Linked DNA regions of Danio rerio: region 2 is linked to region 1. A link is a contact called in public HiCAR-type data. All regions are on one chromosome and are shown on one strand. The core of a region is the stretch at or near the end of the contact, and the rest is flanking DNA. Distances in the headings are between cores, read along the strand shown. Region 1 holds the start of csnk1g1 (casein kinase 1, gamma 1). Region 2 holds the start of zgc:153993.

Evidence for each region. HiCAR-type assays count read pairs that join an accessible place to other places.
Region 2: a contact with region 1 is called in a HiCAR-type map of caudal fin, with 7 times the contacts expected there. The contact joins the promoter of zgc:153993 here to the promoter of csnk1g1 in region 1. A contact is called at or near these places in 2 of 18 Hi-C or Micro-C datasets (caudal fin and hematopoietic stem cells) and 2 of 4 datasets of contacts at active chromatin or transcription factors (caudal fin and embryo).

The regions. Positions count from the first base shown.
Region 1 is chr7:69,168,340-69,175,098 of GRCz12tu, forward strand. csnk1g1 (casein kinase 1, gamma 1) reads right to left here and starts at 4,221. Exons shown (of 12, transcript NM_001008635.1): 1 at 4,072-4,221.
Region 2 is chr7:69,427,693-69,434,932 of GRCz12tu, forward strand. It overlaps zgc:153993, which reads left to right and starts at 3,633. Exons shown (of 6, transcript NM_001076585.1): 1 at 3,633-3,868. The coding sequence starts at 3,802. It also overlaps a transcript of ano1a not described here.

The DNA of each region.
Region 1 (6,759 bases), core at 2,971-5,470:
GCAGTTCGTCTTTGCTGTGTCACTGTTTTGTCATGTTTCTGTGCTGCTGTGCATGCAAAAGTACTTAGTATGAGAATTATTTCATGCAAAACTTTTTTTTTTTGCGTTTTATTTAGCCGCGCATAAATGTATGCCTATCTATCATTCCGTGTTGTTCAAAAAGCTCATTGTTGGTCCACAAACAAAAGCGAAACCTATGCTTATTGGTTGTGATATAGTGGGTTTGAACCAATCTGGGCATGGAGGAGGGACAATGCATCAATGTATCATGTCTGGTTTGTCCGGAGACACAGTGACGAGCGTTTCTTTGTCAAATCAGCGTTGTCAAATTTTGATGACGTAACCGCACTGATTCCGGAGCCTATGAAAGTCCGCGAATGTTATGTAGCACTGGAAAGCTGAGATTCTCCTTTATGCCAATCTTTGAATTGTATGAATCGGATCAGCGGATCAAAAGTTATTAAACATTTAAGAGCAATACTTATTTTTAGCCGCGGGCGGCTGTCTCGGTCTTTAAGGGTTAAAACCGTTGATATGCAATTGTTCATGGTATGATAATCGTGCACGTTCAAATCGTGGTAGACCGTCATACCGGTATATTGTTACAACCCTACCGTTGTGTAATAAATACTGAACTTATAATCAGTGAATATGAGGTGGTTTCGAAATAACCCCAAATGATATTCAACCCTTCAAAATTAATACCAAAATGATGTATAATGCAGCCATAATTCCTCGTGTCATCTTTCGAAAACGACAGCGACTGGAGACTAAAATATAAGCCCACACGTGTGCATACATTTTGATGTATTTGTAATGCTCAAGGCATCCTTATTTGTGATTATCGGTGATGCAGCACTAATGCAATATGGTGTATCCATTAGAAGACTCATCTCAAATCATTAACCTTTTGAAAAGAGATTAGCTCAGGAGGAAGCCGGGCATCAGGGAGGGATTCCTATTGTGACACAAGCAATGAGGAAACGCTTCCCTGAACCCCTGAGTAAGACAGCATGCTCTGTGCTGTGGAGGAGCTGATCAGTCAACCGAGAAAACCTTCAATATTAACATTCGAAACCAATGGCCGAGGGTGAATCCCTCGATCTCAGGACAAAACCGAAAATTTTGAAACACGCGTTCTCATTTAAGACCTGTTTCCAATAAGAGTGATAATTATAACTAGGGTTATACAAAATATCACAAAATTAATGTTATAATATTATATGCAACATACATATCACAGACATTTGTGATAAATTACATATGTCTGCATTGGTTATTTATCTAAATTTGACCAATCAGATGGGGCTTTTCTATCATTATCCACATCTACTCAGTAGTTGTAGTTCTGCTATTGGCTGGGGCGGCCCAAAGTTGAACCCAGAGCTGAAAATAAATTCTAATGGCGGGAAATGACAACAGCCAATCAGAGTGAGAAAATTTTCACTTATTTTTCACTTATTCATAGTGTTTTAAAGACTAAATGTTTGCACCTTGACAGCTTTTTTGATTACTTAAAATAAGATTTAAAATATTATCAGTTGAAGTCAGAATTATTAGCCCCCTGAATTATTCGCCACCCTGTTTAATTTTTTCCCCAATTTCTGTTTAATGGAGAGCAGATTTTTTCAACACATTTCTAAACATAATAGTTTGAATAACTCATTTCTAATTATTTTACATTTGCCATGATGACAGTAAATAATATTTTACTAGATATTTTTTAAGACACTTCTATACAGCTTAAAGTGACAGATAAAGGCTATGGAATATATACAGCCATATCGCACTGCTACTTGTATGGATGTATGTATGTATATATATATATATATATATATATATATATATATATATATATATATTAGGGGTGTCACGATTAAGATTTTTAATCGAAATCGATTGAAATTTATGCTCAATTTCGATTATCGAATCAAAAAATAGAATCGTCGATGCTGCCATGCCCCCATGTCACGTCAGCTTGGCTTGCCAAGTGGGAAAAAAACAGGCTTGTGGAAGTGCTTGTTAAACTGCAGAAGCAGGAGACCCGTCGACAGAACTTAAACCCTCTCCTCTTTCAATGAAGTCGCTGGTGTGTAAGCATTTTGGATTTCCAGTGAGTTGTTGACAACGTTCGTGTAGTCGACAAAAAAAACAGTTTTGCAAGCTCTGCTATGTACGTATTACGTAAGGTTCGTCCGATAGACAACACCGGCATCGCGATCCTCCGCCCTCCCCCGTTGCAAATCCGCTCGCGGAAAATGCACATCACGTGACCACACAGACACATACACAGCCATGCGCTCGAGACAGCAGGTCCAGGCAGAGGACTGCTTCAATCTTTCACTCACTTGTACTTAGTCATTTTAGCAAACACCTCAGATACTGTTGGCTGGTTCGTGTTGGTTGTGCGTCTTTTTTACCGCCGCCATTATAACGACACAGATCCCTGCCTAGTCCCACAGAAAAAGTGATTGACAGATGGTAATTATGTGTGTATCTTGCCTTTATTAATTTACTGTATAATTTGTTTATGGGTAAAACAAAGACCATCCAGGTCAGGTAGTTTAAACGGTAGGCTACAAATAATTAATTTGTCTTTAATTAATTAATTAATTATTCATAATCAAAAATCGAATCGAATCGTGCCTTTAGAATCGAAAATGTAATCGAATCAAGGATTTGGAGGATCGTGACACCCTTAATATATATATATATATATATATATATATATATATATATATATATATATATATATATATATATATATATATATACACACACATATCACAACTGGTGGTTAATTAATATTTCTTTATGATTGTTTATGACTAAAGAAGCCAAGGTACATGCATAGAATCACTCACCAACATGCCGTAACATTCATTATTGATTTAAAAAAATATATGAATTTACATATTTTATCAGCGTTGCACATCTGTTAATTCCCCGAAAACAAATTGACAGTGATTCCAACAATATTGTTCCTCTACATATTTTTTCCCAAATACTGAAAATTTTCATAAAAGTCATGAATAAAGTCAAACTACAGGAACCACCTGTTACAAGCCAAATGTAAATTTTTAGTGAGGCAATTAATAAAATCTAACACGTTTAATTGATAAAGAATCACCAACGCATTACATGTTCATAATTCAGGGCCTACAAATCAAATGTAACGAGTAGTTACATGGACACTTACATTTAAGCAAACGCTTAAAAAAAAAAAAAAAAAAAAAAAAGAAGCCTGGAAAATAAATATTAGCCTACATACTTATCTCAACCTCATGTTAAGCCAATGTGCATGCCTTTTTTTCAGCAAAAACCCAAACAGATTACAACCACAAATAAATGCAATGACGAGTGAATGCCAAGGATGTTATTCAGATCCCTGTGCTCGACAGAACAATCAAACCTGATCAAATTTGAATGTATAAGTGAACAAGCCCTTGAAATCTTTCAGACCTCAGATGTGTCTGTGATTGACCCCCAGACAAAAGCATTTTTAAATAATAGGAAACATTAAACAACATTAAAACCAAGATATTGTGAATTAAAGCCTGTTTAAACATTAAACAACCCCTACTCCTGTATATTAAAAACAAGGACATAAACGTAAATAAAAAAACACACTAAATAAATAAATAAATAATGCCTCCTCACGACATTGAATGAGCTTTCCTCCTGCGGGCCAGAATGTTCAATGTTTTTTTCATCCCTGAACAGGAAGGAGGAAGACGATATTTCACAAACCACCTGCCAGCTGTCTATAGCACCAATATATCAAACTGCTTTCTTGATAATCGATCGAGCTAGCCGGTTATCGATGGATATCACATCCAAACAGCGGACAGAGACGTGAAGTTCTCCGTTTTCTGTCGCGAACACGAGCCACAGGGCAAGTCGTGATGCGCAGTTATTGTTCAAACACTGACCCCAGATCACAGCCTCAATCGATCAGTCAAGACTAGCATTAATTACGAGCAGGATTAGCCGTCTACAAGTACTGGAGCTAACAGCCCTGACAAACACCTTTAGCTCGTTAGCTATAGCAGCCTTATTTCTTTCACTCACTTCCACGATGAACTTCGCCGGGGGCTTCGAGGGGGGGAGGATGAATACTGAGATACCAGCGTCTGGAGATTGTGTGACACCTTTTCTCAATAAATTCAGTGGTGATATCCCGCTACCCGCTTTTCCTCCTTTCTTTAGTGTTCCTGCAAGTAACGTGAACCTTTCGCTGTCGCCAATGACTTCCGCTCTCGGACTCTAAGGAGATTTCAAAACAAAAGTCCCTGTACTATACTGGGGTTACGCATTTTGAACGCTGTAACCTTTACAGCTGGTATGACATTTGTGAAAGTATTTATATAAAACGGTATACCGGGTTGTTGGACATATGCTGAAGTATTTGTGCTGTATTAAATAAAACAGTATTTATTTATTTATTTATTTACGCAATGTAAAAAATATGCTAACAGGATGAAAACCTACAAGTTAGCATTCAACTAACGATAACGTAAAATAAAAATTTAATCACTTTTAATTACACTTATAATGTTCCAAACCTTAATGTTTCTTTCATCTATTGAACACAAACAAATTTTGAGGAAAGCTGAAACCCTGTAACCATTGAGATACATAGTGTTACATATGTTTACATAAGTTTCTTTCCTCAAAATATCTTCTTTTGTGTTTATACAAAATGGTAAACCGGATTGTTGGACATATGCTGAAGTATTTGTGCTGTTTTAAATAAAAAAAAGGTTTTTATTTATGTCAAAAAAAATTAATTTAAAAAAACTACAAGTTCGCCATTTAAGCTACGATAACGTAAAACAAAAATGTAATTACTTTTAATCACCCTCATGTGGTTCCATACCTTTATGTTTCTTTCATCTACTGAACACAAACGAATAAATTTTGAGGAAAGCTTAAAACCTGTAACCATTGACATACATTAAATATATAAACATATGTTTACAAGTTTTCTCAAAATTTCTTCTTTTGTGTTTATATGGTATACCGGATTGTTGGACATACATACTAATTATACACTACTAATATTTTTGCTTCAATATATAAAGCAGTTTTTATTTATTCACACAATGTCAATAATATGCTAACAGGATGAAAACCCACAAGTTAGCCATTTACTCCAACTAAGGATAACATTAATTCAACCTAAAATGAAAATAATCTGTTTTTAATTACCCTCATGTGGCTTCAAACCTGTTGTTTGAACACAAACTAATACATTTTGGGGAAAGCTGAAAATCTGTAACCATTGATATCCATACTGAAGTCAATGTTTTTTCCCTCAAAATATCTTTTTTTTTCTTTCTGTTGAACAGAAGAAACAAACATATTTGAAGGAAGTGAAGGGCAAGTAGGCCTAAATGATGACAGAATTTTCATTATGAATCACTGCTTTAAGAGCTCAAATGAAATTTGATAATATAATTTCTGCAATTGTCTGAAAGAATGTAACTTGAGGCAAACCTTCATGACAAATCACAATATAGCCTAACTCATAACGTTTAAATAAACCATCATTTGTTTTTTAGCCATTCTGATTTAGGACCTGCATGGAAAATAATCCAAAATAAAAACATATTATATGACCTGCTGAAAAAAAAGTAGCTAACTTAGACTGGTTTAAGCTGGTTGACCAGCCTGGTTTTAGAGTGCGTTTGGCCATTTCCAGGCTGGTATCCAGCCATTTCCAGCCTGATCTATAGATGGTCAGACTAGGAAATGACCAGCTAAAACCTAGCCAGGCTAGTCAAGCTGGTTTTAGCTGATCATTTTCCAGCCTGACCAGCTAAAACCAGCCAACCAGCCTTGTTTAAGCTTTTTTTCCCCCGTAGGGTAGTAAATAAACACTGTTTTCAGGACAAATAAAGAAACAGCATGTTCACTCGTAAAAATTACCACTATCTTCTTAAATTAATTTAGTAATCTTTTTTACATTAATAGGGTATTTCTGTTACACTAGTTGAAAAAATGGGCGACGCAGTGACGCAGTAGGTAGTGCTGTCGCCTCACAGCAACAAGGTTGCTGGTTTGAGCCTCGGCTGGGTCAGTTGGCGTTTCTGTGTGGAGTTTGCATGTTCTCCCAGCGTTCTTCCGGGTGTTCCGGTTTCCCCCACAGTTCAAAAACATACGGTACAGGTGAATTGGGTAGGCTAAGTTGTCCGTAGTGTACGAGTGTAAATGAATGTTTATGTTTCCTAGAGATGGGTTGCAGCTGGAAGGGCATCCATTGCCTAAAACACACACTGGATAAGTTGGCGGTTCATTCCACTGTGGCGACCCAAGATTATTAAGGGAACTAAGCTGAAAAACGAAAATGAATTAATGAATGAATTGACAAAATGACATTATCTCATCTATATTTTGACACTGCATTTAAACTAATGTTAGCTGAAACATTAAAGCAGAAGTGTTTGTACAAGTTTGTACATATTGTAAATGGAGGCTTTATCAAATCATTTGCCATTTTTATTTAATGCAGGGCATTTAATTAGGATATCTTGTCTTTACTCAAGTACAATTAATTATTATTAAATTGTTTTAATTAACGTAACATTTAAAGAATGGAAGCTTTTCTAAGCAACTTTTCTCTTGTTGTGAGCAGCACTGTTTTGCTGTATTTATCGATTAAACAAATTAACATAATAAGTAAATGAAGAGACCAAGATTTAACAGACTTTTATTGGTGATTAACACAAGCTGCTCTACAGAATTATATTGTTGTGT
Region 2 (7,240 bases), core at 2,383-4,882, 260 kb after region 1:
AGATATGATAAAGGCAAGGGCTAGTGTTTGACAACTATACAACATAATATGCAATCATGCAATCGTGTATACCAAGTAAAGCCAAAACCTTTACATTACCCACTGGTGGCTGGATGCATAGCAAGTCATAAACCCAGCACTCTCCATGAAAATAAAAGGGTAACACCCCATCCCAGCCTTCCCCTTCGATTTTGTAGTTTTATGTAGTTAAAAATTTAGGTAAAAATGTATTAATTTTATTTTTTATAATCACAGTTGATAAAAACAGTCTGCAGAAACACTTTGATTGACATTCTCCCTTTGTACGTGTCATCAGAGGGGGAAAGCCCCGCCCATTAGTGATGATCTCTAACTCTAGCATGACAGCAGTCTTATTTTTGAATCAGCCGCTATGCTCACACATAGGCATCTGCAGCTCCGCCCTCTTTTGAAATTAGGGCTTGGAGCACAATCTCATTTGAATTTGAAACGACAGTGACCAAAATGGCACAATTTGGATCGAAGCCTAAAAAGTGCAGTTTCAGAGAGTTAAAAAACATTACTTGTTTGATATTTGAGCTGAAACTTCACATAAATACTTTAGGGACATCAAAGACTTATTTTCCATCTGGTAAAAAGGGGCAAAATGGGTTCCCTTTAAAAGTAAATAAGTATTCATTCATTCATTTTCTTGTCGGCTTAGTCCCTTTATTAATCCGAGGTCGCCACAGCGGAATGAACCGCCAACTTATCCAGCATATTTTTATGCAGCGGATGCCCTTCTAGCCGCAACCCATCTCTGGGAAACATCCACACACACATTCACACACACACTCATCCACTTCGGGCAATTTAGCCTAACCAATTCACCTGTACCGCATGTCTTTGGACTGTGGGGGAAACCGGAGCACCCCGAGGGAACCCACGCAAACGCAGGGAGAACATGCAAACTCCACACAAAAACGCCAACTGAGCCGAGGATCGAACCACCGACCTTCTTGCTGTGAGGCGACAGCACAACCCACTGCGCCATTGCGTCGCCGTAAATAAGTATTTCGTTTTTGTAATTGTGTTACAATTACATTGTGACATTCTGCATACTATTTTATTATTATTATTTACCTCTCAAGCACCACCACACTCTTTCCTTCATTTTCTACCACTGATGGTAGATTCAACCTGCTGTGTCTACTATACAGTAGTACCTGCGCAGAACTCAACAGCACAACTGGTTTTTAGGTTGCCAGGTTGAGTTCACAAATGGTTTGAAATTTGCTTGTGTTACTGGGGGATACAAGATCTGTCAACACAACAACCTTTGAAAAAAAAAGTTAATTACTTATATGAACTGAATAGGGCCATACAATTCATGGGAGTTCCCAGTAAAAAATGGAAATAATATAAAACGGGAATGTTGACATGTTGTGAAGAAGAGTATTGTTACTGCTGGGTTTCCACACATTTGAATTTTATTTTTCATGTACAGATTTATATTTGCAGTTGTGAATGTAAAATGTAAAACATAAAAATAACGTAAAAAACAAATAACATTTATGATGAAATTGCACTCAAAGAATGACATTTGCTGCTTGGTCAAACTACTAATTTAAAATGAGTTGAGTTCTTTCGTTTTTTGCGAACAACTTAATTATTTTACGTTCAATCCCCTTAAATATATGTAAAAACAATTAAGTTAACTAAACATAAAGGAATTGTGTGGAACCCAGCATCATTTAAATAAAAGTTCTTGCCAAAAAAATGACAGTTTCAATAAGATTTTACGATAAGGATTGTCAGCAATAAAGTTATTGACATCTTTTCAAGATTCTGTAAAAAAATAAATAAATAAATAAATAAATAAAATATTGCAATATAGCCCAATAGCTACAACCGACATAAACAAATACTGTATAGGCTTCGGTTTTTACTACAATACATCACAATTTACTGTATAACTGTAGTTTTTATCATTTTTTCTTCAGTTTATGATAGTTAAAACTACAGTATGCTAAACAGTATAATAGACTTTACTGTAGCCTATGGTTCAAAAACACTATAGTGGCCTACTAATATTTTTATAGATGGTAAGACCAATAAAATGAGGAATCTTAAGTCATAATATATAATTGGGTTTCACTAAATTTATTTTACACGTTGACATATTTTTGTAACTACAAAAGTCTGCATTAATTTCTAATTCGTTAATGTTCACAAAACAAAAAAGCCCTGAAAACATGTAATGCTCTGAAAACATTTAATTTCATGTAAATATCTTTTTTTTTTAAATATGTTTTCTTTCAGAAAACTATTTAAATATGTAATACATCTTGTTCTTGTGGCATTGAACTAATAATATATACAATACCGTTCAAAGATCTGGGCTCAGTAGGATTTTTAAATGTTTAAAGATAAGCTTATCCTGCTCAATAAAGCTGCATTAATTTAATCAAAAATACAGTACAAATAGTAAGATTGTGCTATTGCACTATAAAATAACTGTTTATGAGTAGTTTATCATTTAATTTAATCATTTATTCCAGTGATTTTAAAGATGAATATTCAGCGTCATTACTCCATTCTTCAGACGTATGATCATTCAGAAATCACTCTAATATTATTATATTTATTATTAATAATAATAATAATAATAATAATAATAATAATAATGGTAATAGTAATAAAAGCAATAATGACTGGAGTAATCATTTCATATGAAACAACATACAATAAGTAAGCCGATATTATTTTGTAAATGAATATTTAACAATTTTTTACATTTAGTAAATGCCACCTTGGTGAACAGAATAATAATAAAAAATCATGATTTTTTTTTTATAAAACTTTATATATATATATATATATATATATATATATATATATATATATATATATATATATATATATATATATATATATATATATATATATATATATATATATATGGAGCTCAGCTCTGCCCATGTGACTCAGCAGTGCAGCAGTGAGTACCACTTGTCGTTGTTCGCCAGCAGAATTGTGTTGCTGTCTGATAGTGACATCTTGTGGTGAATTTTGTACGTTACATAATGAGATTAATGCATAAAATCATCTTACTTGAGGACGCTATGAAATTATATATGAATATTAAGAAGTATTACTGCAAATATATCCCCTGTCCAGTACATGAATGAAGGGAAACAATATAAAATAAATAGCATTCCAAAGAATTCAAATGAACGAAAACTATTAATAAATAAATAATTACACACTTCGTGTTTGTGAAACTAGCATTATTTTAGTATTATCATTGATAGTATTAAATAACCTCTCTTTCTTATTTACAGTACGTGACATTCCCATGCATATTTAAGCACATTTCGTCTATTATGCATGAGTGCGTGTTTGTCTAGTTGTTGTTTTACATCTTGCTGCTTCGTATTTACTAAGCACTAAAATAAATTTTATAAAATGAAGAAGGACCCATGATTAAACGTGTGTTTGGTGTCTGAAATAACGGACTCATGCTGGTGCTGTGAGGCATTTTTGGCACGATTCTGCGCACAGCGGCCGTCAGTCATCTCCATTTCCGCGTTATTTCCCCGGACGCGTACGTTCCTATGGATTGCTCCTAAAACTTCTCCACGACTGGGTACTTCAGTGTAAGAGTTGTATCGGTCTAACGGTGCTTCTGTAAAGGAGCTATAACTACAAGAGTCAATAACGTGACTATATTATGTTGTATTGCGTTGGAAACTGTGGATTTAGCAGATTCAGAGATAGTTAGGCTGCTCTGGCTAACTTAGTTAGCAAGCTATCATACCGGTATTAGCACTGAATTAAACCATGGCAGATGGGAAGAATGGAGAGACGACAGACGAAAATGAGTTAAAGGGAGCTACAGGTGGTGAAGGTAAGTTTAAGTTCGAGCTACATTGCGCGGGCTCTCTCTGACGTGACGTGAAGTCCACCACGGTGTCCAAGACTTCCTCACTTCGCCGGGCCTTTGAATGCTAGAATGAGCGACATACTTTTGATAGTAGGCCTATATGGCTATTTACAGCTATATATGAGTTTATGTTAGAAGTGTCTCGTTATTAAGTGTGTGTTAATCCTCTTCTTGTCTTTTGTTATATGATTGTGTTGTCATAGCCTATTTGACTCTGACGTATCATGGGCGTATGCTTTTTGTAATGAAAATCAGTGTTGCCAACTATTTCCATTGAAAAGTAGCTCAAGCCTGCCCAAAAAGTAGCTAAATGTTACCAGATGACGTCACACACTAACTTGCATATTAGTGACGTCATTACGTAGTATTACTCAGAATCTTCACATAAATCTAAAGAATTTATCTTTTTTATATAGTTTATTAATACATAAACAAAAATGCATGGCTTCAGTGTTCAGTCCCTACTTTTTTACATTTTCTGATTGAAGTTGACTCACTGCTGAAATCTTTCCATATATGTAAAAACAAAAAAAATGTGTCAGATTCCTGGTTCTATATGAAGAACTGTTGCCTTGATTTAAGGTAGAACGCTTTCCCAATGCTCTTAATTTAATTTCATACACTTTTATACAATTGTAATTTATTCACCCCTTCCTTTGTTTTGTTAATCTCTTTTTTTTCTTTTTCTGCAACTAATGTAATTTGTATTTTTCTCCTTTGTATGTCTCTTATATCGATCTCCTGATTGTGGTTGTATATTTGCATTCTTTAATTAAAAAAAAGAAAAAAATTAATATGCAAAATTCGAAAAAAAAAAAAAAAAAACGTCATTACGTAGTATCTGTCAAGCGTAAGACCATCATGTCTCTACTCTCTGAGGCGGTGTGTATTATATTATATTAAAGCTTTACATCTAGATGCACAATAAATAGGTTCCTATTAACACATTATTTTGCGTGATGACGGTTGCGTAATCGCAACTTAAAACTACCTCTTTATGTAATATACAAGAAAAGTTTTCTCAAACTGACTGGCCATCTCAGCAAAAACATTATTGGAAATATGTCCCTTTAGATTTGTATGAAATATATAGTTATATATAAATAAAAGTAATACAAATTTTTTTTATTTTAATTATTTTTAAATATAACACTGATAATGAACAGTTACATTCTTTTAAACAATCACAGCTTGTGTACTTATTTTTAACTTGTGAAATTAACACATTTGTGAAAGTGACAACAATTATAGCACTATTGGAAATTATTGCTTGCTAAATTACCCACAATCATACATGTTAACAGATATCAGGAAATTAACACTTATGAAAAACAATTTAAGCTCATTTTTTGAGTCATTTTTTAAAAATCGCTAAAAGTAGCCAAATGAATGTTAAAAATGGCTAAATTTGTTGCTATGTGCTGTTTAAAAAAAACATTGCTAGGGTAGTATGAAAAGTTGCTAAATCTAGCAACAAAATAGCTAAGTTGGCAACACTGATGAAAATAGCTGTGGGAAATTTGGCAATGTACGCACTGTACAAAAAGACACGATCAAGTAGTTATGACAGCATATGTTTTAGTTCATTGTAACTTATTAAACTAAGTTAACCATGTTCCAACTTAATTTTATAAGTTATGCAAGCTGTTTTAATTCAGTTTAATAGGGATCGGGTGGTTCGAAAGACCCCCCCCTTCTAACAAAGTCCAGAATTTGGCCTCTATCCCTACTGAAAAAAAAACAGCTTAAACCAGTCTAGACGGGTTGGCTGGTTTTAGCTGGTCGACCAGCCTGGTTTTAGAGGGGTTTTGGCTATTTCCAGGCTGATTCCCAGCCATTTCTAGCATGGTCAGTCTGATCAGCTAAAACCAGCTTGACCAGCCTAGCTAGGCTCAGAGCCTTTGTAAATATTGCATTATTTTTAAATATAATTAAATAAATAAATCAATAAAATGCAGTATTTGAACCTCGAATAACTGCAGATGGTTTTTTTCAGCGAAAAAAAGTGCAACCTTTTTTAATAGGCTGGCTACAGGCCTGTGATTCAGCTTAAAAATTTAGGGCAACCAGGATTTTTTTTCACTGTGTGGCCTTTTCTGTCTTTTTAGTACCATCTCAAATTGCATATACTGCCGGTAGAGGGCAACAAATTTTAATTTTGTATTTTAGGTCGATATTTTAAATCAATTCAATAATTTGCAATGTAAGACATTTTAGGGGATAAACATTAAAGTGTGACAATAAAATACCCAGTTTTTTGTAATTAGTTTAAAAATAATACCTTCAAAATATATGACATGTTGTTAAAAATGTGTTTATTCATTCACGAATTACGTCAGTCGTGCTTTACTGAATTTGTTAGGTATGAGTGTGAGTGAAATATTAACCTTTGTTTCTTTTAATTTGTATTTTAGGTGAACTTTATTTTAAAGCAATTCAATAATTACTAATGTAAGACATTTCAGGGAGTAAAAAGTAAATTGTGACCATAAAATACCTAGTTTTATTGTAATTAGTTTATAAATAAAACCATCAAAATATATAAAATGTGTCTAAAGATGTGTTTAATCAGTCACAGAATACAATTATCATGCTTTACTGAATTTCTTCGGTGCACTGTAAAAAAAATCCTAGTTGCCTCAAATTTTTAAGCTGAATCAAATGAACCTTATGAGTCTATTGAACTTTTATTTATGTTAAACTGACAGCTTGCATAACTTATGAAATTAACATAGAACATGATTAACTTAGTTTAACAAGTTACAATGACCTGAAACAAATGCTGTCTGGACTAATTGATCATATATTTTTTACAGTGTATGGATGTGAGAAAAATATTTACATTTGTTTATTTTAGCTTTTAATTTGGTATTTTAGGTGAACATTTTATTTAAAAGCATTTTTAAAAATAACTAGCAATGTAAGACATTTTAGGCAATAAATTGCAAAGTGTGACAATAAAATACCCAGTTATTTTGGAATTAGTTTAAAAATAATACCTTCAAAATATATAAAATGTTGTTGAAAATGTGTTTATTCAGTCATGAATTACATTAATCATGCTTTACCGAAATTGTTATGTATGGGTGTGAGTGAAATATTAACATTTTCTTTATTATTTAAAGGTCTAATAGCATTTCACAGTACAAATGTTGTTGTTTAGGTAATTTTAATCCTCCAGAAAATGTCTGTTTGCCTGAAAAACAACCAAACCAGTACTGGGTTTCAGCTTAAATGGCATCCGCTGTGTAAAATATATGCTGGATAAGTTGGCGGTTCATTCCACTGTGGCGACTTCTGATGAATAAATGGACTAATCTGAAGTTAAAACATTGT